Linked DNA regions of Mus musculus: all the other regions are linked to region 3. The links are chromatin contacts, called in public HiCAR-type, HiChIP or PLAC-seq and promoter capture Hi-C maps. All regions are on one chromosome and are shown on one strand. The core of a region is the stretch at or near the end of the contact, and the rest is flanking DNA. Distances in the headings are between cores, read along the strand shown. Region 1 holds the start of Aimp2 (aminoacyl tRNA synthetase complex-interacting multifunctional protein 2). Region 2 holds the start of 2900089D17Rik (a long non-coding RNA gene). Region 3 holds the start of Wipi2 (WD repeat domain, phosphoinositide interacting 2). Region 4 holds the start of Lmtk2 (lemur tyrosine kinase 2). Region 5 holds the start of Iqce (IQ motif containing E). Region 6 holds the start of Amz1 (archaelysin family metallopeptidase 1). Region 7 overlaps Gna12 (guanine nucleotide binding protein, alpha 12).

What was found. Promoter capture Hi-C pulls out the DNA fragments that hold promoters and counts their contacts. HiCAR-type assays count read pairs that join an accessible place to other places. HiChIP or PLAC-seq counts read pairs in DNA pulled down with a chosen protein or histone mark. Capture Hi-C pulls out chosen DNA fragments and counts their contacts.
Region 1: a contact with region 3 is called in a promoter capture Hi-C map of liver, with 2.7 times the contacts expected there. The contact joins the promoter of Aimp2 here to the promoter of Wipi2 in region 3. A contact is called at or near these places in 3 of 39 promoter capture datasets (liver and pre-B cells), 1 of 484 Hi-C or Micro-C datasets (CD8 T cells) and 1 of 9 other capture datasets (liver).
Region 2: a promoter capture Hi-C map of liver shows a contact between it and region 3, with 2.8 times the contacts expected there. The contact joins the promoter of 2900089D17Rik here to the promoter of Wipi2 in region 3. A contact is called at or near these places in 1 of 39 promoter capture datasets (liver) and 1 of 9 other capture datasets (liver).
Region 4: a contact with region 3 is called in a FOXA1 HiChIP or PLAC-seq map of pancreatic cancer cells. The contact joins the promoter of Lmtk2 here to the promoter of Wipi2 in region 3. A contact is called at or near these places in 1 of 39 promoter capture datasets (liver), 1 of 115 datasets of contacts at active chromatin or transcription factors (pancreatic cancer cells) and 1 of 9 other capture datasets (liver).
Region 5: a contact with region 3 is called in a promoter capture Hi-C map of hippocampal neurons, with 5 times the contacts expected there. The contact joins the promoter of Iqce here to the promoter of Wipi2 in region 3. A contact is called at or near these places in 15 of 39 promoter capture datasets (the 3T3-L1 cell line, 3T3-L1-derived adipocytes, the SN4741 cell line and 8 more), 1 of 484 Hi-C or Micro-C datasets (B cells), 7 of 115 datasets of contacts at active chromatin or transcription factors (astrocytes, cardiomyocytes, embryonic stem cells and 2 more) and 1 of 9 other capture datasets (adipose tissue).
Region 6: a contact with region 3 is called in a promoter capture Hi-C map of embryonic stem cells, with 6 times the contacts expected there. The contact joins the promoter of Amz1 here to the promoter of Wipi2 in region 3. A contact is called at or near these places in 6 of 39 promoter capture datasets (the 3T3-L1 cell line, embryonic stem cells, hippocampal neurons and 2 more), 3 of 115 datasets of contacts at active chromatin or transcription factors (astrocytes, embryonic stem cells and large pre-B cells) and 1 of 9 other capture datasets (adipose tissue).
Region 7: a contact with region 3 is called in a HiCAR-type map of astrocytes, with 6 times the contacts expected there. The contact joins the enhancer-like site here to the promoter of Wipi2 in region 3. A contact is called at or near these places in 1 of 39 promoter capture datasets (hippocampal neurons) and 2 of 115 datasets of contacts at active chromatin or transcription factors (astrocytes and embryonic forebrain).

What each region holds. Positions count from the first base shown.
Region 1 is chr5:143,908,521-143,911,220 of GRCm38.p6, reverse strand. Aimp2 (aminoacyl tRNA synthetase complex-interacting multifunctional protein 2) reads left to right here and starts at 1,382. Exons shown (of 4, transcript NM_001172146.1): 1 at 1,382-1,640. The coding sequence starts at 1,506. Pms2 (PMS1 homolog2, mismatch repair system component) reads right to left here and starts at 1,220. Exons shown (of 15, transcript NM_008886.2): 1 at 1,142-1,220. The coding sequence starts at 1,164.
Region 2 is chr5:144,254,798-144,257,497 of GRCm38.p6, reverse strand. 2900089D17Rik (a long non-coding RNA gene) reads left to right here and starts at 1,343. Exons shown (of 3, transcript XR_868683.3): 1 at 1,343-1,419. It overlaps Bri3 (brain protein I3), which reads right to left and starts at 2,273. Exons shown (of 3, transcript NM_018772.4): 1 at 1,979-2,273; 2 at 1,586-1,688. The coding sequence starts at 2,120.
Region 3 is chr5:142,628,302-142,631,001 of GRCm38.p6, reverse strand. Wipi2 (WD repeat domain, phosphoinositide interacting 2) reads right to left here and starts at 1,418. Exons shown (of 12, transcript NM_178398.4): 1 at 1,170-1,418. The coding sequence starts at 1,243.
Region 4 is chr5:144,099,099-144,101,798 of GRCm38.p6, reverse strand. It overlaps Lmtk2 (lemur tyrosine kinase 2), which reads right to left and starts at 1,438. Exons shown (of 14, transcript NM_001081109.2): 1 at 1,023-1,438. The coding sequence starts at 1,125.
Region 5 is chr5:140,700,939-140,703,638 of GRCm38.p6, reverse strand. It overlaps Iqce (IQ motif containing E), which reads left to right and starts at 1,261. Exons shown (of 23, transcript NM_028833.3): 1 at 1,261-1,457. The coding sequence starts at 1,422.
Region 6 is chr5:140,722,755-140,725,454 of GRCm38.p6, reverse strand. It overlaps Amz1 (archaelysin family metallopeptidase 1), which reads right to left and starts at 1,328. Exons shown (of 8, transcript NM_173405.2): 1 at 1,287-1,328; 2 at 984-1,081.
Region 7 is chr5:140,770,617-140,773,316 of GRCm38.p6, reverse strand. The region is part of intron 2 of Gna12 (guanine nucleotide binding protein, alpha 12); the gene reads left to right. Among named protein-coding and RNA genes, the nearest start is that of Gm30745, 22 kb to the right of the region's middle. Within about 2 kb of position 1,421, at least 68 of the 459 cell types and tissues checked have an H3K27ac peak or open chromatin away from gene starts, as enhancers often do. A contact at or near this core is called in astrocytes, where this site is marked.

The DNA of each region.
Region 1 (2,700 bases), core at 133-2,632, 1.3 Mb before region 3:
TCCCACCTCACGACCACACTCAGCGAACGGGTTAAGTCTCTTTCTGTCCTGGCTGGCCTAGGGTAATCGCCTTTTTGTCTCCAGTTTACCCTGATTGCTACCACCAGTTTTGTTCACTCTGACACAGGTTCCAAGGTAGCCCAGAGCGCCCTCAAACTCCCTATGTCGTTAAAGGTAACTATGAACTCCTGCTGAGCCTGTTCCTGCTCGGATTATAGGTGTGGCTTGATTCCCACCAATTTCTTTTTACAATTACAAATCCAGTCGAAAAAAATCTTTAGGTTTAAATTTTTAGTGGTGCTCATTGCCTATCATATGAAGTTTGAAGTCTAGCAACGACAAGGTCCCAATCTACTATCACTAATTCCCCTACGGTTTAGTCACCATAAAAATAGTTTCCCGGCTATGAAATGCCCCATAAAAGTATAACAGAACATAGGTGCATCCTTGCAGTAACAATTTTAGGGTATTTTCCATATGGTCTGACATATAGTAGACTTCCAAAAACCCTGGTGAAATAAACCAACCAACCTCTTTTCTCTTCAATCTACCTTGCACAGAACCTCGCTGGTTATCACAGCACTCGGGTGTTTGAAGTAGGAGGATCCCGAGTTCAAAGCACTACCTCAAAAAACCAAAACAAACACTTGCACTCGTTCTAACTGCAAAGGATCTCTGGGGAAATCACAAGGTTAAAATACAGACAGCAAATTTGCATTTACAAATCTGTCACCGAATGTAACTGTGCTGGCCTTCGAAGATGTGCTTCACTGCTATGATGCCGCCTGTGAACACTACACCAAACGCACAGAAGCACCTCAATATAATAAAAGTTAAAAACCCTATTGACTGCAAGATCAGCGTGAGCCTTTAAGCCTCCCTCCCCAAGTCTTCAAGAATAAAGACTCAATAAATAAACAAACAGCGGAAACGAATTTTGTCTACGGCGACTGATTTTCGTGCTGGGTTTCAAGTGCACGGCCTGTGGCGGGAGGATGCCGAGGAAATAGCTTCCTCACAGAGGACCCGGTCCAGTCCGCGAGCTTGCCCGCCTCGCGCCTCAGCCACTTCCGGTCCTTTCAAGAGACCGGGATACCGGGAACTCTATAGAATGCGCCCGGAGACCACAAGTCCAGCTCACCTCACGCCTTCGGTTTGCTCCATGGATGCAGGACTCCTCCAGTCACAGTCACCGCGGGAGAGTTGGCGCTGCCGCTCTCGGGAAAAGACGCGTCTCCTGGAACACCCATTGGTTGCTTTTGACATATGATCCGCCCCTTCCGGGCGGGCTAGCGAAGGCATGCCAAGACCTCTTTACCGGTGATTGGCCAACTCAAAGGTCAAGTTGGTGACGTTAGACCAGCCCGGCCAATGAAAGCTCGGGGACTTCATTTTCCGGAACGCCAGCAGCAGAGTCAGAAAGAAGGCGGCTGCTGTCTGAGGTGGCCTTGGGTGGCTTCTGAGCGTTCCTGTCCCTCGCCCGCTACCTTCCTTGGGTTCCCACCATGCCGATGTACCAGGTAAAGCCCTATCATGGAGGCAGCGCACCTCTGCATGTAGAGCTTCCAACCTGCATGTACCGGCTCCCCAACGTGCACAGCAAGACCACCAGCCCCGCCACCGACGCGGGCCACGTGCAGGTAGGAGCGTGCGGCCCCTGCCTGGTGCGCAGGCGCCGTTCGTGCCGCGCCGCACCCTGCCCTATCCCTCGTCCAGTCTAGCGCGCCGGCGCTGTGTCTGCCTAGGGTCCCGGTCCCTTCTGCGGCCGGGTCCGACAAAATCCTCCTAGATGAGTGCTGCTGTGGGTTCCTGTCACGATCTCCAGGCGCACAGAAAAGTGAACAACACGAAAAATGCTCATTCGGAGGAATTTTCAGAGCGATCCCAGGGTTACCATAACCCAGGTTGACGGGTTTAGTGCCCCATCCTTCCCAGTTTAACTTTTCCACAAGAGGTCCCGACTTTTACTGTAGTTATGTGTTGTTTTTTTCGCGGTTAGGTTGTGGAGGCTATCTTTAAGCTATATAATCTTGATGGTCTGGAAACATAGTATGTGTTCTGTTGTCTGGCATACTGTACAAGATTTTGTTATAACGATAGTGAGTGATCTTGTTCCTGGCCACACCCCGCTTATTTATCTGCCCGGTCCTCACTCATGGGCGCTGGAATTTATAGACTAGCTAACATAAATAGCCTGTATAGGAATGGAATTCCTGGCCCAGTGGGCAGGTTTGCCTTCCACTTTTTAAGTTCTTTTTCAAAGCGGTTATACAGGTTTAAGCTGTTACCAGCAGGATAATGGAGACATCCTAATGTAGTTTTAATTTGGATGTCTCCAGTTTCTAAGTAAGTTGAGGTCCTTTTTCGTGTTTCCTGGCCATGGGAGTGTGGGGCAGAAACAGTGCCTTTGTAGCCCAGGCTGTCCTGGGATTCTTACAGCCAAAGATAATCTTGAGCCCTTTCTCCACCAGTGGAGAAAGAGCTTCCAAGTGCTGGGGTTAGAAGTGTGTGCCTGCCTAACTCAGAACAATTATCTTACCATGCTTATCACTATTGTTTGATCTCATTTTCTTTCTTTCTTTTTTTTTTTTATTTTGGTTTTTCGAGACAGGGTTTCTCTGTGTAGCCCTGGCTGTCCTGGAACTCACTCTGTAGACCAGGCTGGCCTCAAACTCAGAAATTCACCTGCCTCTGCCTCCC
Region 2 (2,700 bases), core at 94-2,593, 1.6 Mb before region 3:
CCCCAACCCCCAAGTTCAGGGGTCTGGTCCAAGAAGAGCCTCATGGGAACACTCCTGTCCACTGGGGGAGAGGAAAAAAAACAGAAACAAACCCAGCTGACTGTGGTAGGGCCAGGATCTGGTTGCTGGAACAAGCAGACATGAAATCCTAGTGAGCCCCCTGCACTGCTATGCCTCTCCCCACCTTCCTGCCTGCTTGCCACCTACCCCTATGAGACCTCTCCTTAAATCTGAGAGTTCAGCTAATATTTGTCCCATCCTCAGGGCTCTGAGAATTCCCATGCAGGGACTAGCCTCAAGGCCACACAGGAAGTCTCCCACCTCCATACAACTAACCCCCTTCTGTTCCCAGTGGCTCTCTCTCTGCACAGGAGACCCTATACTAATCCCCTTGGCTCAACAAGCTAGGACCACCTCCCAGTCTATGCTCCCTCTTTGGTGTGCCTCAAGCCCTCAGGTGGAAAGCTTGCAGAGAGAGAGGCGGCCAGCAAGACCAAGCTATCAGAGAGCCACCCCATCTACAGCTAGAGGAAGCAGCTGAGTCCCACTCCTCTCCCCTGCACCAGCTCCAAAAGCCAAGTCACTTGGGTCCCTGAAGGAGGACTCTAACTAACTGGCCTTCAGCCTTCTTCCCCCAAGCACATGATCAACCGAGGGTCCAGTGTCTTCCACCCTCAGTCATCTCTTGTGAGGCCACTCGCAAGTTTCCAAAATCATTAACTTCCTTATGGCTCCACTCTGCGCCTCTGACACACACTTTTGAAACGAAAGCTAAGTCCAAACAAGGGTTTCTTAATTCCATCTCAGAGACTTGGAACTTCCCCCTGCCAGACAAAGGCTGAAACCCTGCCCTGCACGAGCTGTACCTGGCCCATCCCCGGGTGAGTGGCCAAGTCCAACTTGGAAGCCGAATCCTCAAAGCCTGCCTAGAATGAGCCTGGCTGCATCTCTCACCTTCCATAAAGTCCCCACAAAGTTTCTGTCAGCTCCAGTTTGAGGGTAAAACAGCCACAACAACAAAACCACTCCAGCCCGGAACAAAGAAGCACGGGGTTTCCTCCTGGGCCAGCTAGTGGCCAGGAGTTGTTAAGCCCTGGTCGTCATTCTGCACCCTCACAGCCTTTGCTCTCTGCTGGCCACTTGGATCTCCTAAGTCCTTTGGCATACTGGCCTGCGGACTCAAGTCCCAATATCTCCTTAGTACTGGACACACTTGCGGAAACTGGAGGAAAAAAACCTAACAAAACAAACCCTGATTCGCTGCGGATCTCCAGTACTAGGGAGGAAAGACCATCAGTCTCCATTGTTAACATTCCTGCGTCCCACGCACTCCGGGTGCCATGCCTCCCAAATGCACTCAACTCCCCACAGAAAAGGGAACCCATCCTTCTGCCGCATAAAGTAAATTCAGAGCCAGGGGTGAGTGACCCCACCTTCTCCCACTGCAGTCCCTCCCCTGCGGGACTTCCCTCTGAGACAGGAGCCGGGCTGTGACCCCACCCCATCCCACCCCCGCTGGCCTTTTGCAAGATTCCGGCACGTGCGTTCTCCGCCGCCACCCCCCACCCCCAGGCTAGAGACTTACCTGCAGACCGGGCAGCCTCCGACCACGACGATGGAGTTGGCAGGATACCGGGTGACCGTTCGACTGTGGATGTTATAGACCCGGGGGTGGCTGGTGGGGATCCCTGTGGGAGCGGAGTGCTGATCAGCCCCGGGCGACTCGGCCCTCCTCCTCTCCTCCCTCCCTCCCCCTTAGCCCCCGTCCTCCCCGCCTCCAACGGGGCTGAGCGCGCCTGCGGGTGGGCTCTAGAAGCCAAGTGTGAACCCTCCGACACTAAGTTCACGGCCACCGGGGCAGGGCCTGGCCGGGCAGGGCGCTCCGGGTAGCAGCTGCCCCCCCGGCAGGCCCGCGCCGGGGACAGCGCGGTGCTTGGCCCGGAGGCCGTTCGGGGACCCCGAAGAGCTGCGGGCCCACCTGTGACGAGGTAGGGGTAGGGCGGCGGCGGGGGCGCGGTGGGGATGGCCCCGTAGCCGTGCGGGCCGCACGCGTAGTCGCCCTGGCCGGCCTCCAGGTTGTAGGCGGGCGGGCGCTCCTGCAACAGGGGCTTGTGGTCCATCGCGGCCCCCGGGGCCGCGCGCCCGCCAGCTCCGGCCCGGCTCGCTTCCTTCGGCCCGGCGGGGATGGCGGCGGTAGCGGCGACGGCGGTGTCCCGGGCAGCTCGGCCCAGTGAGGCGCGCGCCGGGCGGGGCGGGCGCGCCAAGGGTTCCCCGCCCTCCCGCCGGTCACAAGATCGGGGTCACGTGGGCGGGGCGGGGCGGGGCTGTGGGCGGGGTTTGGGCGAGGGCGTCTTAAAGACGCCTCAGCGGCTGCCGCTGGCGGGGTGTTGTCCTCGTTCAGTCCCGCCCCACAATGGATCTTGGACTTCCAGAGAAGTTCTGACTCCCGGCCACGGCCGGAGACCCAACAAGATCCTGGCCTCCTTTAGCTTTTGCTTTTTTTCTAAAAATAATAATAATAATGTTTGTTACAATTATTTGGGGGGAGGGTGTGTTTATATGAGTGGGCACGCATTTGGAAGCCAGAGAATAAATAACTTTCGAGAGTGGGTTCCTGCTTTCCACCATATGGGTCCTGAGATAGATTGGTTGACAGATTCTGCAGCAGGCGCCTCCACCGTTTTTCTGTGTTTGTTTGTT
Region 3 (2,700 bases), core at 169-2,668:
TGGGTGCTGGGATCCCAACTCTGGGCCTCAGAGTTGTGTGACAAGTGCTTTATCCACTGAACCAGCTCTCCAGTGCCCAGGTCCACTATTACTTCTGGACTCAGTGTCTTTAGCATTCTGTTCTAATGTAGAAAAGACCCAGTGTGTTACAACGGAAAGAACACCAGGAGAGCAACCTCAGGGGATGAGAACCCAAGCCTGCCCCATCCCACTATTAGCCAACTTTAAGATCCTGACAGACTCTAGCCCTTTCTGAACTTCACAGTCTCATTTGTGGCTGGTCCCAATTTCAGGACAGCACCTCCTTCTTGAGCTCGTCTAAAGGTCCAACTGAGCACCTGTTGCACCTCCCTCCACACAGGTACTTGCCATTCTCCAATCTAACTTTTAAGTGAGGAAAAACAAAAGCCTCAGTCCCTGCCTTGCTAATGCTATTGTGCCAGTAGCGACCAACTACTTAGTGTGATGCCAAGTGACCCATTCCTCCTCCTCTTACATCACTTCCTCTTACTCACTTCCCAAGATGGCTCTTCTCCCTTCCAGTCCCATAACTCATCCATCCTTCATCAGAAACCTCATCTATTACCTACCTTCCAGGTATGCCAACGAGGCAGCCTTGAAGAACCAGATGGGGAACTACAGGAGTTCAGTCCGGTAAAACAGTGGACCGGTACGAAGGTTCTTTTTTACCCCAGGAATAGCCCACCTCACCCCCTTTTGAAGCTCCCAGACCCCTTGAGGATAAAGTCTCAGATCGAAGGCCTGGATTACTACTGCCGTTTGGTCCTTTTTTGGAGGAGACCAAAGTTACTTGCCAGAAAGGTCGGCAGAGAAGAAATAAGCAAACAGAAAAAGAAAAGCCATGAAAAGCGACAGAAGCAGTGAGGATACAGATGTATAGAAAGGGGGAGGCGGGCGATGCCCAGGATGGCCGCAAAACCGAGTCCGGGTGACAGGCGCAAACCGGCGTGCACAGTTCCTTCCTAACTTTGCGAAAGGCCAGGTCTCAGGACAGGTGGATGGGGGCACCCCGAGTTCCATCACCTCCCCCGGCCCAGGAGGCAGCAGCGCTCGAGCGGCCGCGCGGGCTCAGCACGCCCCCCGCCCATACCCCTCAACCTGACCAGCCCTGGTCTCTGCCCCGGCCCCGCGTCCGCGCCCGGCCTTACGTGTTATCCTGGTTGAAGTTGGCGAACAGCAGCTGGCCGGCGCCGGCCTCTCCGCTCTGGCTCGCCAGGTTCATGGCTGCGAGCGCGCGACGGCCTCGGACCCCCCTTGGCGGGAGCGCGCGCAGCTCGACTCGGGCGGCCCGCGGGAGCACGCTACACTCAGGATCGACGTCCGGTCCGGCAGGTCGCCCCGCTCGCCGCCTCTCGCTGCGCGGGGACCAACTGCCGCCTCATCCCGTCCCCACTCTTGTTTATGCTCCAGAGCCGGGACGGGCTGCGCGCTTGCGCGGTCCCGCCCACCCTCGCGTCGCACGGCGGCGTTCCGCGCAGGCCCGCTGCGTAGGCCCCGCCTCTTCGCCGCAGGCATCCGCGGGTGTTTCCGGTCGACTGCGCATGCATAAAGGTGCGCTGGTGGGTGCGCCTGCGCGTGGCGGAGAGTGGGCGGGGGCTTGCTGTCTGAGAACGGCGAGTTACCTCGTTGGTCCTGAGTCGTTGATCATTGTTCTAGGAACTTTGGCGCACCGCGTTGCTCGAAGAGAATGTCGCACGTCCGTTTTGCAGATTTGAAAAGCGAGGCGCAGAACTGCAAACGATTTGCCAAATGTTGGGTCTGAGACTGGAAAGGCGCGTGCGGTCACGGTCCTTGGGACAGGATTCTACTTTAAATGTATTGGTCCGTGCAACAGTCTATGGGAAGCACCTTTCTCTCCTTCCCGCTGCTTCCCTTCTTTCCTTTCTCTTCTTCCCTTCAAGGAGATAGAAATGTTCTGGTGGCGAAGGTCCTGGAGAAGAGAGAGACTTGTTCTGTGCTGTTAGAACTGAACCTCTAGGCAAGAGGCTGGTAGTTCCCAAGAGCAGTGTGCTGTCCTTGAGGACAGTTAAGCGGGGAGCAAAGTCGAACTTTGTTAGTACAGCCAGAGGGGCAAAGATGGCAAAGTTGTTGAGGAAAAGATGGCGCACACTTTCCCACCCTTCCTGTTTCGTGTTTTTGTTTTGTTTGTTGTCTTTGGATCGGGGCTCATCTATCTTAGGCTAGCTTTGGACTCTGTAGCTGAGGTTGACCTTGAATTCCCGGTCTTCCTGCCTTTACCTCTTAAAAGATTATGGAGCTGCACCACCACGCTTGTTTAAAGTAGCCTTTAAAATGGTTTGCTTTAGCCTTTGGAGACCTTGGCTCTTCTGGAACTCACCATCTTAATCTTCAATGCATAGAAATATACTGCCCTCGGCCATCTGCCCTCCGTCCTCTGCCCTCTGGTGCTGGAATTAAATGTGCTACGATTCCCAGCTTTTCTTTTTTTTTTTTTTAATGAATTCTTTAAGAATTTCATGCAAAGCATTTTGATCATATTCAACCTCACCACCACCCAGATCCACTCTTCTTCCCTACCCACCCAACTTTATGTCTTTTTTTTTTTCAGTCTTTCTTTTTTAAACCCACCAATTCCATTTTGTGTTGCCTATATAGTTTTGGATATGGTCTTCCACTGGAAGACCTATCGGAGATCATACATACCCTTGAAGGAAATTG
Region 4 (2,700 bases), core at 189-2,688, 1.5 Mb before region 3:
TAACTACAACTTGGCTGTGTCACCTTGAGTATATCTTTTGATCACCAGGGTTCCAGGATCCTCAAAGCAAAAGATGAAGAAATTGGACTAAATTATCTTTAAGCTTTCTTCCAACCTCTAAAGTTCTTTGAAATGTCAATACCTCCCCCTTCGTTGAAAAAAAAAAAGAAAGAAAGAAAGAAAGCCGTAATGATGGAAAGTTAGCCTAGATTTGTTTTTTTTTCTTAAAATTTCTGAGATGGTTTCTTTGGCTGAAGTTTTATTTATAAACTCCAAATCAAAACTATATGCAGAAAATACAGAAGGGCTGAGAGCTTGAAAAGAGAATCACTCGCTGAAATAGTTCAATTACCCTCAGGCCAATTTGTCAGTGGATACGCAAAAGCTGCTATGCTACTCCAGTCACTAGCTTCCTAAAACAAAATTATGTATCGTTTGTTCCTTTCTCATCCCCAGCGACTCATTCCGAAAAAATAAATAAATAAACAGATAAATAAACCAATAGCCCAACAACCACAGCATCTAAAATCAATTTACAACTTTAGAACAAGTTTCGGTGAGCCAAGGAAACTGCACAGCTTCCGCGAGTCATTGGTTTCATTTAAGGAATGACGAGAAATAAGAAACGGTTCTTATAATAAGACGGGAGAAAAGCCACCAGAGGCAGGTGACATCTGGAAGAAGAAAAAAAAAAAAAAGGAAGTGTCGAGGACAGAAGCTGGAGGTACCTTTAGGGCAACAAGTTTAAGAGTCCGGGAAAAAGAGTCCCCCGGGAGGTAGGGGAACCCATCGCTGCCACCTCGCCCCGCCGTCTTCCCCAACCCCCACCGTGTCGCCGCGCCCCCGCCCCCCATCCCACGCCCCTGCGGCAAGAAATCTCCCTGAGATCGCGGGCATCCCGCGGCCTCCTGCCCTCGGCAGGCCTCCGATCCGCCGCAGAGGTGGCCCAACCCCGCAAGCCCGCCGCCCTCGCCGCCGCCCCGCAAGACGCAGCGGCCCCGCAGCCCCCGGGCTCCGCTCACCTGCACCTGTTTGCGGAAGTGGCGCGGCCCGGGCACAGCCGACCGTCAGGAGCAGGAGCAGCAGGAGCATCGGCGGCGGCGGCGACGCCGGCGGCCCCGGCATCTCGTCCACCGCGCGGTCCCCCACGGGGCCGGCTCTCGGGTCGCCGCCTTCAGTCAGTCGGTCAGCCCTCCGCGCCGCCTCAGCGACACCGGCGCCGGCTGCTTCGGGACACACGTCTCTTTAGCCAAACGTCAACCTTGTTCCTGGTCTGCATCCGCCGCTCTGGCCTCGGAGCCAGCATCATCCTTCCCGCCCGTCAGCGCCGCCACCGCCGCCGCCGCCGCCCCTCAACAGCAGCAACGGCGCCCAGCCTGCGGAGCCGCGGGCCCAGGCAGCCGCGCTCCCGCCGCCATGATGGGCTGCGTCATGTGACGTAGAGCTGAGGCGGGATGCCGGGACCGACACCTGGACCAGCCAATCGTCAATCCATACTGACTCCGGGAGCCCCACCCTCTCAGCCATAGGCGGCAAGGTGGCGATCGGTGCGCCCCCTGCAGACAGAGGAATGAGGCGTGGGCAGCAGGTAACATCGACAATTATTTTAGGAAGATATAAAGAAGTCCATAATAACCCACATAATTTAATCTGGGACTTTTGTCTCTCTTTCTCCTACTTTTTATTTTTCTTTTCTAATTTTTACCAACATGGTTCTCGGTATTTTATCCCCGGTTTTACTTTCTTCATTTTCACTTATCAGAACTTTCTTAGCCTCTTCTTCTTAGGCTGACCCTCATATCAGATAAGCTCTTGAGGAAACGTTGAAATTTTTAAAAATTTTAATTGATCAAGCACAGAATGTTTCTGACTTCACTTACTGACGTAGCAGTGAGCTCAAGCCAGCTCCTCTGCCAAGACAGCCAGCCCTTCCTGCCCCCTCTTGTTCACCTGGCAGATGCGCATCCTTTCATTCGTCAAGACACACCTGGAATATGTATGACTTCATCGATGGCTTCACCCCAATCCCACAAATAACTGAGCATCCACAGCCCCGACCTAGCCCAGCCCTGGGCCGACTGTCATGTTTTATTGTTCCTGTGACTGTAAACCCCTTGAGGACAGCAGCCCTGTCTTGAGTCACCTTGGAGCTCCTCCTGGGTGTTCTCTACTGGAACTGTGCTAGGTGTTGGTGATGGGTGTGAGGAGGGAGCAACTTCCAGGTGAGGTAGAAGATGTCTCAAATGCAATGAAGAGATTGCTTGCCTTGCAAGCTTGAGGGCCTGAATTTGATCCCCAAGAAATCCACATAAAGAAAATCTAACCTTAGTGGACAATGCTTGCTGAAGAGGCAGAAAAAAAGATGGCTCGTAGGACTCGCTGACAAGCCAGACAAACTTGCTAGGTAAGTTTCGGGCCAATAAGAGACCCTGCCTCAAAAACAAAAAGTGGACCCTGACCCCGAGGAAAGACACTCTTCTGGCCTTCACACACACACACACACACACACACACACACACATACATACACAGGGACAGGTGGAGAAAATGCACACACATAAACAAATCACATGCAAACACAAGCAACACATACATCCATGCACACAACACATACATCCATGCACACAACACATACATCCATGCACACATAATAGAAAGGGAGAAAGTGTTTGACTGTAACACAGCTCTGAGCCCCTTCCTT
Region 5 (2,700 bases), core at 12-2,511, 1.9 Mb after region 3:
AAGTCCTGAGTTCAATTCCCAGCAACCACATGGTGGCTCACAGCCATCTGTAACGGATTCTGGTGTATCTGAAGACAGCTACTGTGTAGTCATACACATTAAATAAATAAACAGGGTTTCACTGTGTAGCTCTGACTGTCCTGGAACTCTATAGACCAGGCTAGCCTCAAACTCAGAAATCTGCCTGCCTCTGCCTCTGCCTCTGCCTCCCAAGTGTTAGGATTAAAGGCATGTTCCACCACTGCCAGGCTAATAAATAAAATCTTAAAAAAAACAAAACCAAAAAACTACTCTGCGTTTACATACTGAGTCTGGGCTGTTATTCTTTGGCAAATCATGGGTCCTTAGACAAGCAAGAAAAAAAAAACCTCCCAGGAGAATCCTTGTATTAAGCTTAATGTTGCAAAGCCACCCAGTTGCAGAGAGCTGTTTACTCAAAAAAATGAATGTGTGCTGGGGAATAGTCCCTTTGCAAGCCTAAGAACAGGAGTCGCCAGAATCCATAAAGGAGATGGGATGGGGGCGGAAGGGGACAAAATAAAAGGAGGGCATAGCGATACACATTTGTAACCCCAGCATTGATGAGGCAGACAGGATCACGCGCGCGCGTGCGCGCGCGTGTACACACACACACACACACACAGAGGCAAATGACATACTGTTTTCATCTATCACTGGCCTGCTGGGCCACCAGGGAAGTGCTCCCTATCTGGCCTGGGTTGGAAAGCCACGGAATCCTGGAGAGTTCAGAGAGGCTTGTGATAGCAAACCGTCAGCTGAGGGTTTAAAGCAGTTGGTGCTGGCCCATGGGCAGTCTTATCCTCATGGCGCCAGACCCCAGGTCTAACAACTAGGGAGTCAGTCACCTTGGCCCCCAACATCTCAGTTTCTTTACAGAAAAAAAACAAACATGTAAATAGGCTGATGTCCCCAATCTCAAATCTTGCGTATCGTTAAGGATGGTGCTTTATGCTCTCTTTTCAACTCAACATGGCGACCCTCGGAACCTCTGCCCACTGGACTACATAGTTGCAGCCAGTGTTTGCCGAAATCCAACCCGGGCTCCTGAAGTTGGATCTGAGAGCATGGCTTCCAGGTAGAAAGTTAGTATTGCCTGCGGGAAGCCAATTAATTCACGCATCCCACGAAACAAAACAAAACAAAACAACAACCAAAAAAAAAAAAAAAAAGCCCACAAGACCACAAGAACGGATTGCGCCGTGCAACCCCGGGAGAGTGCTTGGTAGGCCCCTTGCTCGCGCACACTTTGCGCGTGCACAAGATTCGTCGGGCTCCGGAGGAAGGACCACATCCGGGGCTCTGTGGCCGCGGCACGGTTGCCATGGTACCAGGGCGGCTGGCAGGCCTCCCAAGCCGAGGGCAGAGCTCGCAGGACCCGGAGGCCGCGCAGCGCTGCCGCTATGAGCCTGGGCACCACAGATATAGCCTCGGAGACGGTAAGGAGCCTTGGGGCGGAGGGAGGAAGGGCGCACGGTGGCAGCCAGCTCCGGCAGGCCGATTATTACCGCACAAGAGCCATCTCCGGGCGTCGGCCGCCACCGTGCCCGCGCCCCAGCAGCCTCTAGCTCCCGCCTGCGCTCGCGGAGGCCACTACTTCCAGGAAGCCCCCGGGACTGCGCCCCTCCCGCACGCGCTGCGGGTCTGAGGCTGCAGCCGGCCGACGATAAGCTCCTCTCGTAAGTGTTGCTGTAGGCTGTGGTCTCGCGACTCCCCGGAGCGATCCAGGGCAAGGGGGAAGTCCTGTCCCCAGCCTCCCCCAAGGCTAGTTTTGCACGGGTCCGGGAGTCATCTCTGGAAGAGGTGTGCCTCTCTCACTCTCTGCGTGTCGGTATCAAGTGAACTTTGTACATTCCGGGGGGCGGTGGGAGAGGGGCGGTGGCTATAGGACAGGGCAATAGGCTGATGTAGGGAGCAGCTTGGTACAGGTTTAGAGCCAGTAGGAGCATTAAATGTAAAGGCCGCAAGGCCGGGGAAAGTAGCACACCGGAAAGCAAGCTTTTGGAGTTGAGATTTAGAAGGGCACTGAGGGAGGTAGGCAGGGACCTGGCCATGGTGAAATATGACTTTCAAGGGTCCAGGGGACGCCTGTGAGAGCCTCCACAACAGACTGAACGACTAAGCCTTAGGTCAGCAGAGAGCAGCTGGGATTCCCTACTTGTTCCTGCACTCGAAGCTTTCCAAGATTTGCCTAGTTTTGGAGGTCGCTCTCTCAACACTGCCTTCAGTAGCTGCCCCCAGTAACTGCTCCCTCATCTCTGTTTTTTGGGTGCTACTGGGGACTGAAACCCTCATGCCAGACTAGAGCGCTACAGATAAACCTCCCCAGCTGGGTCACTGGGGGATTCTAGGCAAGCACTTAATTTCTGACTACCACTGAGCGCCCCCCACCCGCACCCCTCACCGGGCTCGCTCGCAGAACTGCATCTCCAGACCTTTAAGAAGTTAAAACCATCCCCACTAAGGGTGGGACTTGGTGGGGGAAGACTTCGAACCGGATGTAAAGTAAATGAATAAATTAATGAAATTTCTTGTGTTGAGATTACAAAGATAGTTCATGACTCTTTCAATACATATGGCAAGTTACCATAACCTAGCCATCCACAGAAATCCAATTAATATAAATTGTGTTTCTCATATGCATCTCCTCCCATACATTTTTAAAAAAGAGATCATATTTCT
Region 6 (2,700 bases), core at 79-2,578, 1.9 Mb after region 3:
TGTAAGGAACCAAGGCGCAGCCTGGCAGCAACAGACCCCTGCAGTGGCATCCAGGTAGCCCCCAGTGTGGGAAGACACCTGAGAGGGGGATCTGAGCAAGACCCCCAAATGGAGGTTTGTTCCTCGTGTCCACCACATGCCCAGTGACATCTGTCTCTGTCACCTTGGCAGTCCATGCACCCTAAGGGGGGGGGCAGGATGAGGCACAGGCATTCCCTTCAGGAGAGCATGGGCCTGGGAGCCAGGGAACAGCCCACCCTGGGGCTTCTGGTGGCTCTAGGCACCTGGAGGGTGGGGTCACCAAAGTATCTTCATCCCCCACATAGATAAAAGAGCTGGGGTGGGGGGCTACAAGGATAGAGAACAAGTAGCACATGGAGAGCATGGTACTGTCCTCAGATCCTGGGGACAAGACCCTGGGGACCCAAACTTCTCTTTATATGCTCTCACACTGCAGAAGTTGCATGCCTCCCAGACACTCCTCTACCCTACCCACAGGCTTGCACTCACTTTGAAACATCTGGTCAACCTCCATATATATATATATTTTTTTCTCCCGACTGCCCAGCACAGCTGGCTCCACCTGACCTCTCTCCGTTCAAGCCCAGTCCTCCTGCACAGCAAGATCCTCAGGTGTCCCTTAGTCTCACGAGAAAGCCCCATCTTGTCCCTGGAGCATCAAAGCTTCCTAGCCACCTGGCTCTGTCTGTCCCAGCCGTTTGTCCTCTCACCCCATGTGCCACCTCTGTGGGTGCCTTTTCTGGCACCCCCATTCTAGGAAGATGGCCTTTTAAAATTTGAGTGCAAGCCAACCTTATTCATCCCTACTGGCTGTCTCTCCTCTTTTCCAGTCTTTCTTCATCACTCCCAGACTCCAGGCTGTACCTAGATAACTGCTCTTCTCCCCTTCACCTGCCTGACTCCCAGTAGCTGCCGCCTCCCAGAAGCCCTCCAGTCATGCACTCCTTCTGACGGATAATTACCTGAGCCGTGGCTGTCTTTGGCTAGGAGGTCCACTTCGAGGGTGGGGACAGCAACTGCAGGGCACCTTGGTCTGGTCCTTCACCTAGTGACACCCAGCCTGTAGTGCACACATCCCCATCAGTCCTCTATTTCCCATCACTGTGCGCACCCAGCAGCCATCACACCCAGAGCGCATGCATACGGCCACAGTTCACCCTGTTGACACACATGCACATGTATGCACACACAAGAGCACACACTCCCAGACCACCTCTGACACACATCACACAAACACTTATGTGCCTACCCAAGCCCTCACTTACCGCACACATGCCACACACCGCCAGGCACGCTCGTGTCACTTCAACGGGTGCCGCCAGGAGCTGGGTAGTGTGAGCGGCTGCTGGCCGCCTCTGCCTGCCAGCCTTTGCCAAGCAGTTTCCATGGCGACACATCTTGGCTCTGACAGGAACTGATGTGTGTGGGGAAGAGGGTCCCACAGAGGGGGCGAGATGGGAGGTCTCTGTGTCCTCCGCCTCTGGCACAAACAGGGGAGTGTCCCACGAGTGGCCTAGGCTTACACCTCATGAAGGGGGTTCTAGGCTGCCTGGCACAGGAGCAGACTTAGGTCATTCAGTCATTCAACAAACCTCCTGGCATAATCACTCCGTGCTGATGATGGCTGGGGCTACAGTGTTGTCTATAATGTAGGTTTACGGAGGATGAGGTCTGGGGCTGACTCAGTTTCCCCAAATCCCCTCAGAAGGCCCTGTCCTAGGGAGGTCAGCTAACAGTCTTCTGAGAATCAAGGCCCTCCATCCATCTTCTTTGAGACTTGAGACCAGGAGGGGATGCTGGGTACCCCTTAGACGACCACTCGCTCAGCACCCTGCTCATCTCCTCTCCCTGACTCCACGCATCCTGCACTGTTCCTTGCCTGGCTCCTATCAGAAGTCTTTTCTCACCCTTCTGCCCAGGCCTCTCTCCTGGCTCATTTTGGACAATAAAAGATGACAGATCTATGGTTCTGTCTGTAAAGTGATTTCCACATAGGCATGAGGACTCAAATCCAGACCTCGTAGCACCTACATAAAAGGCAGATGCAGGAGTACGCCCTTATAATTCCAGAGCCGGGGAAGCAGGGGCGGAGAAATCCCTGGGGCTTACAAGCCAGCCAACCTAGCCTGGGAGCTCCAGGTTCAGTTGAGAGCCTGTCTCAAAAGATAGTGTGGAGAAACAGGAGAGAGGCTGAGGGTCCACTGCTCCTCCAGAAGATCTAAATACACGTGGTGCACGCACACACATGGACACTGATTTATAAACTAAAGAGACGAACGGTTACACAGGGAGGAATATTTGCAGAATGAGGTTGGTCAGTGGGAAGCCCGGGGCAAGGTGGGAGGCAAAGTCACTGAACGTCACTGACTCTGGGGACTCTAGGCTGATGATGCTACATTGTAATGTGGATTGAATGGAGTCTAGCTTGTCCCCCTCCACCCCCCAAAGGCTAGGGTGCTGTAAGCTTGGTCCCCATGTGATCCCAGTACAGAGTCCAACAGAGCTCACTGATGGTCAGTCTAACCAACCCGGTGAAAACAGAGTTGAATGAGAAAGACCTTGTCTCAAAAGCCAAGGTGGGGAAGCTCGATCGGTGGTTAAGGGGACCGGCTGCTCTTCCCAACAACGTATCAGGAGGATCACAACCACCTGGGTCCCCCAGTTCCGTGGGATCCAGCA
Region 7 (2,700 bases), core at 172-2,671, 1.9 Mb after region 3:
AGATCAGGGCATGAAGTCAAGGAGAGCCCCAGCACAGCTAATTGTGAAAAGTGTTACTGGAGTGGTGTGGAAGTCATGCTCCTGAGCCAGTAACCTCTGCACAGCATCTCAGCTGACAGAGGATGAGGATAGGCCCGGAACCTAAGCTCTGCTGGGCAAGTGCAGTGCCGAAGCCTTGAGGAGCCTCTGCAAAGTTCAGGCCAGCCTCCTTAGAGTAAACGTCTTTGGGGGGCTGGAGAGATGGCTCAGCGGTTAAGAGCACCGACTGCTCTTCCGAAGGTCCTGAGTTCAAATCCCAGCAACCACATGGTAGCTTATAACCATCCGTAATGGGATCTGATACCCTTTTCTGGTACGTCTGAAGACAGCTACAGTGTACTTACATATAATAAATAAATAAATCTTTTTTTTTTTTAAGTTGTCTTCATAGGAGAGCTGGGTCTGTGGCCCGAAGTCAGGTGCTCATCTGTCCATCAGTGGAAGGTGGCTAGTGACCTTGTTGCAACAAGGCCCTGCTGGCTGGGGAGGGAGCCCTGGGTGCCTAGGCTCCTAGAGTGGGCAGAGATGGTGGCCAGAGGTTGGTTGGGAAAGCCACCGTGAAGGCACAGTCCCTGGGTGTCCCCACTTTCTCCTTGTCTGGTTTGGGAGCTCTCAGGTGACTCCTGCTAGAAAGCACTGTCCAGGTTTGTGGTTGTTCTTACGCTGATGTTCAAAAAGTTATAGTGTCTCTATTACCATTTCTTGGTATTGGTTGGTTGATTTTGTTTGAGGGGGTGGCTTTTTACTTTGAGCTAACGTCAGGCCTAGAGAAGAGCTACAAGAGCTATTCTGAGTGCTCCAGTGCGGTGCACCGCTGTCTGGGCCTAGTCTCCTTCTTTCTTCCTGTTCCCCTTCTTCCTCCTCCCCTTCTCTCCCATCTTTCCCCTGTCATGTTTTCTGTGGTGTTTTCTAACCCTTGCAGCAACTGTAAGGATCGAGTTAAGATCTTGATAAACTTTCTAACAGGCAACAAGTTTAATTCTTCCCCATTCCCCTCTCTCGTGAGACATGGTAGAAAACGCCTTTTTTCCTCCCTCCCTCCCTCCCTTCCTCCCTCCCTCCTTCCCTTCCTCCTCTTTATTTTGTCTCAGAGACTGTCAAACTCCGAAGCCTATGCTGGTCTTGAACCCTGGTGACTGTTTTTTGGCTGGGCCAGTGAGTGCTGGTATTACAGGCTGAGCCACCACATTTGGCTCTATCTTCATCTAGGGAAGGATTCTATCTTACATGAGAAAGAATTCTGTGGGGCTGGGGAGATGGCTTGGTGGTTTAAAGCGCCCACTGCTCTTACAGCAGACACCGGTTCTTTATAGAGCAGGCTTCATTTCCTCCCTGCCTTGAGGAAATGGGGATCCACTTCGGGAATCCCCCGCTCCAGCAGCACAAGCTGCAGCCCCCCACTTCCTTCCCAGAGGCCCCAGAGGGGGGACTGGCTACTCTCCTCTGAGGACCTTTGAAGGGAGCTTGCTGGAGCTTGTAGTTCCATTTAGGGCTCTTACCCAGTTTCCTTTTAATTGACATGCAGGGTCTGTTTAACTTCCTGCTGCTATTTTGTCAAATAGCTGTGGTTTAATAAAGATGCACACGGCCTGTAACAGACTGTATAATTGGAGCGTTCCTACCCTGCAAGCTGAGGCTCTGAAGTAGATCTTAGCCCTGAACCTGCACTGAGCTACTCAGGATTATTAAACGGAGATGATTAATCCTCCTCCCAAGCAAGGCAGGAGCTGTCTTAAGTAAATAAGCAGGCTTTGTGGAAACTTTGTTCTTTTTCTTCAGTTTTTTAGAAGTGTATAATTCAAGGACTTTTCAGTAAATTTCCCCAAGTTGTGCAAACATCACCCTAAAACCATTTTTAAAACATTTCCATCACACCAGTGAGATCCATCCCACCCATGCACATTGGCCCCAGCTCCCAGCCCAGACAGTCCTTCAGCCATCTTCTGCCTGTAGACTCCCTGGGTGTTTCCTGTAAATGCAGTCATACAATAGCTGCCTTCTTTTTGTTGTTTTATTGTGCTGCTGTGGGGCAGGAGGAGAAGGAGACTCACAGTGCCCATGTACATGTAGAGGCCAGAGATTAATGTCACTATCCTGTCAACTCTTCATCTTTGCTTTGTATTGTCTTGAGACAGGGTTTTGTGTCGCCCTGGTTGGTCAGGAATTCACTAAGTAGACCAAGCTGGCCTTGAACTCACAGAGATGCACCATGAGTGCTGACATTAAAGGAATGACCACCACATCTGATTCCTCCGGCTTTTTTTTTTAAGCATTTTTAATTTTATTTATTCGGGGTGGGGGGTTGCTCTCATGTGTATCTGTGCACCATGTGTATACCTGGTACCCAAAAGATTCTAAGGGAGACCCTTGGATCCCCCAGGAACTGGAGTTACAGGGAAAGGGTTGTGAGGCACCTCATAAGTGCTAGGAATGAACCCTGAGTCCTGTGCAAGAGCTGCCAGTGCTCTGAAAGCTGAGTCAACTCCAGACCTATCTTATATTTAGAGGCAGGGTCTCTCACTAAACCTGGAGCTCACCAATCGGTAGACTGACTACTAGCCATCACTACTCCCAGTGCTGGAGTTTCAAACACACACTGCCATGCCCTGGTTTTTCCGTGGGTTCTGAGGATACTTCACCTGCTGAGCCAAACCCCCCAGC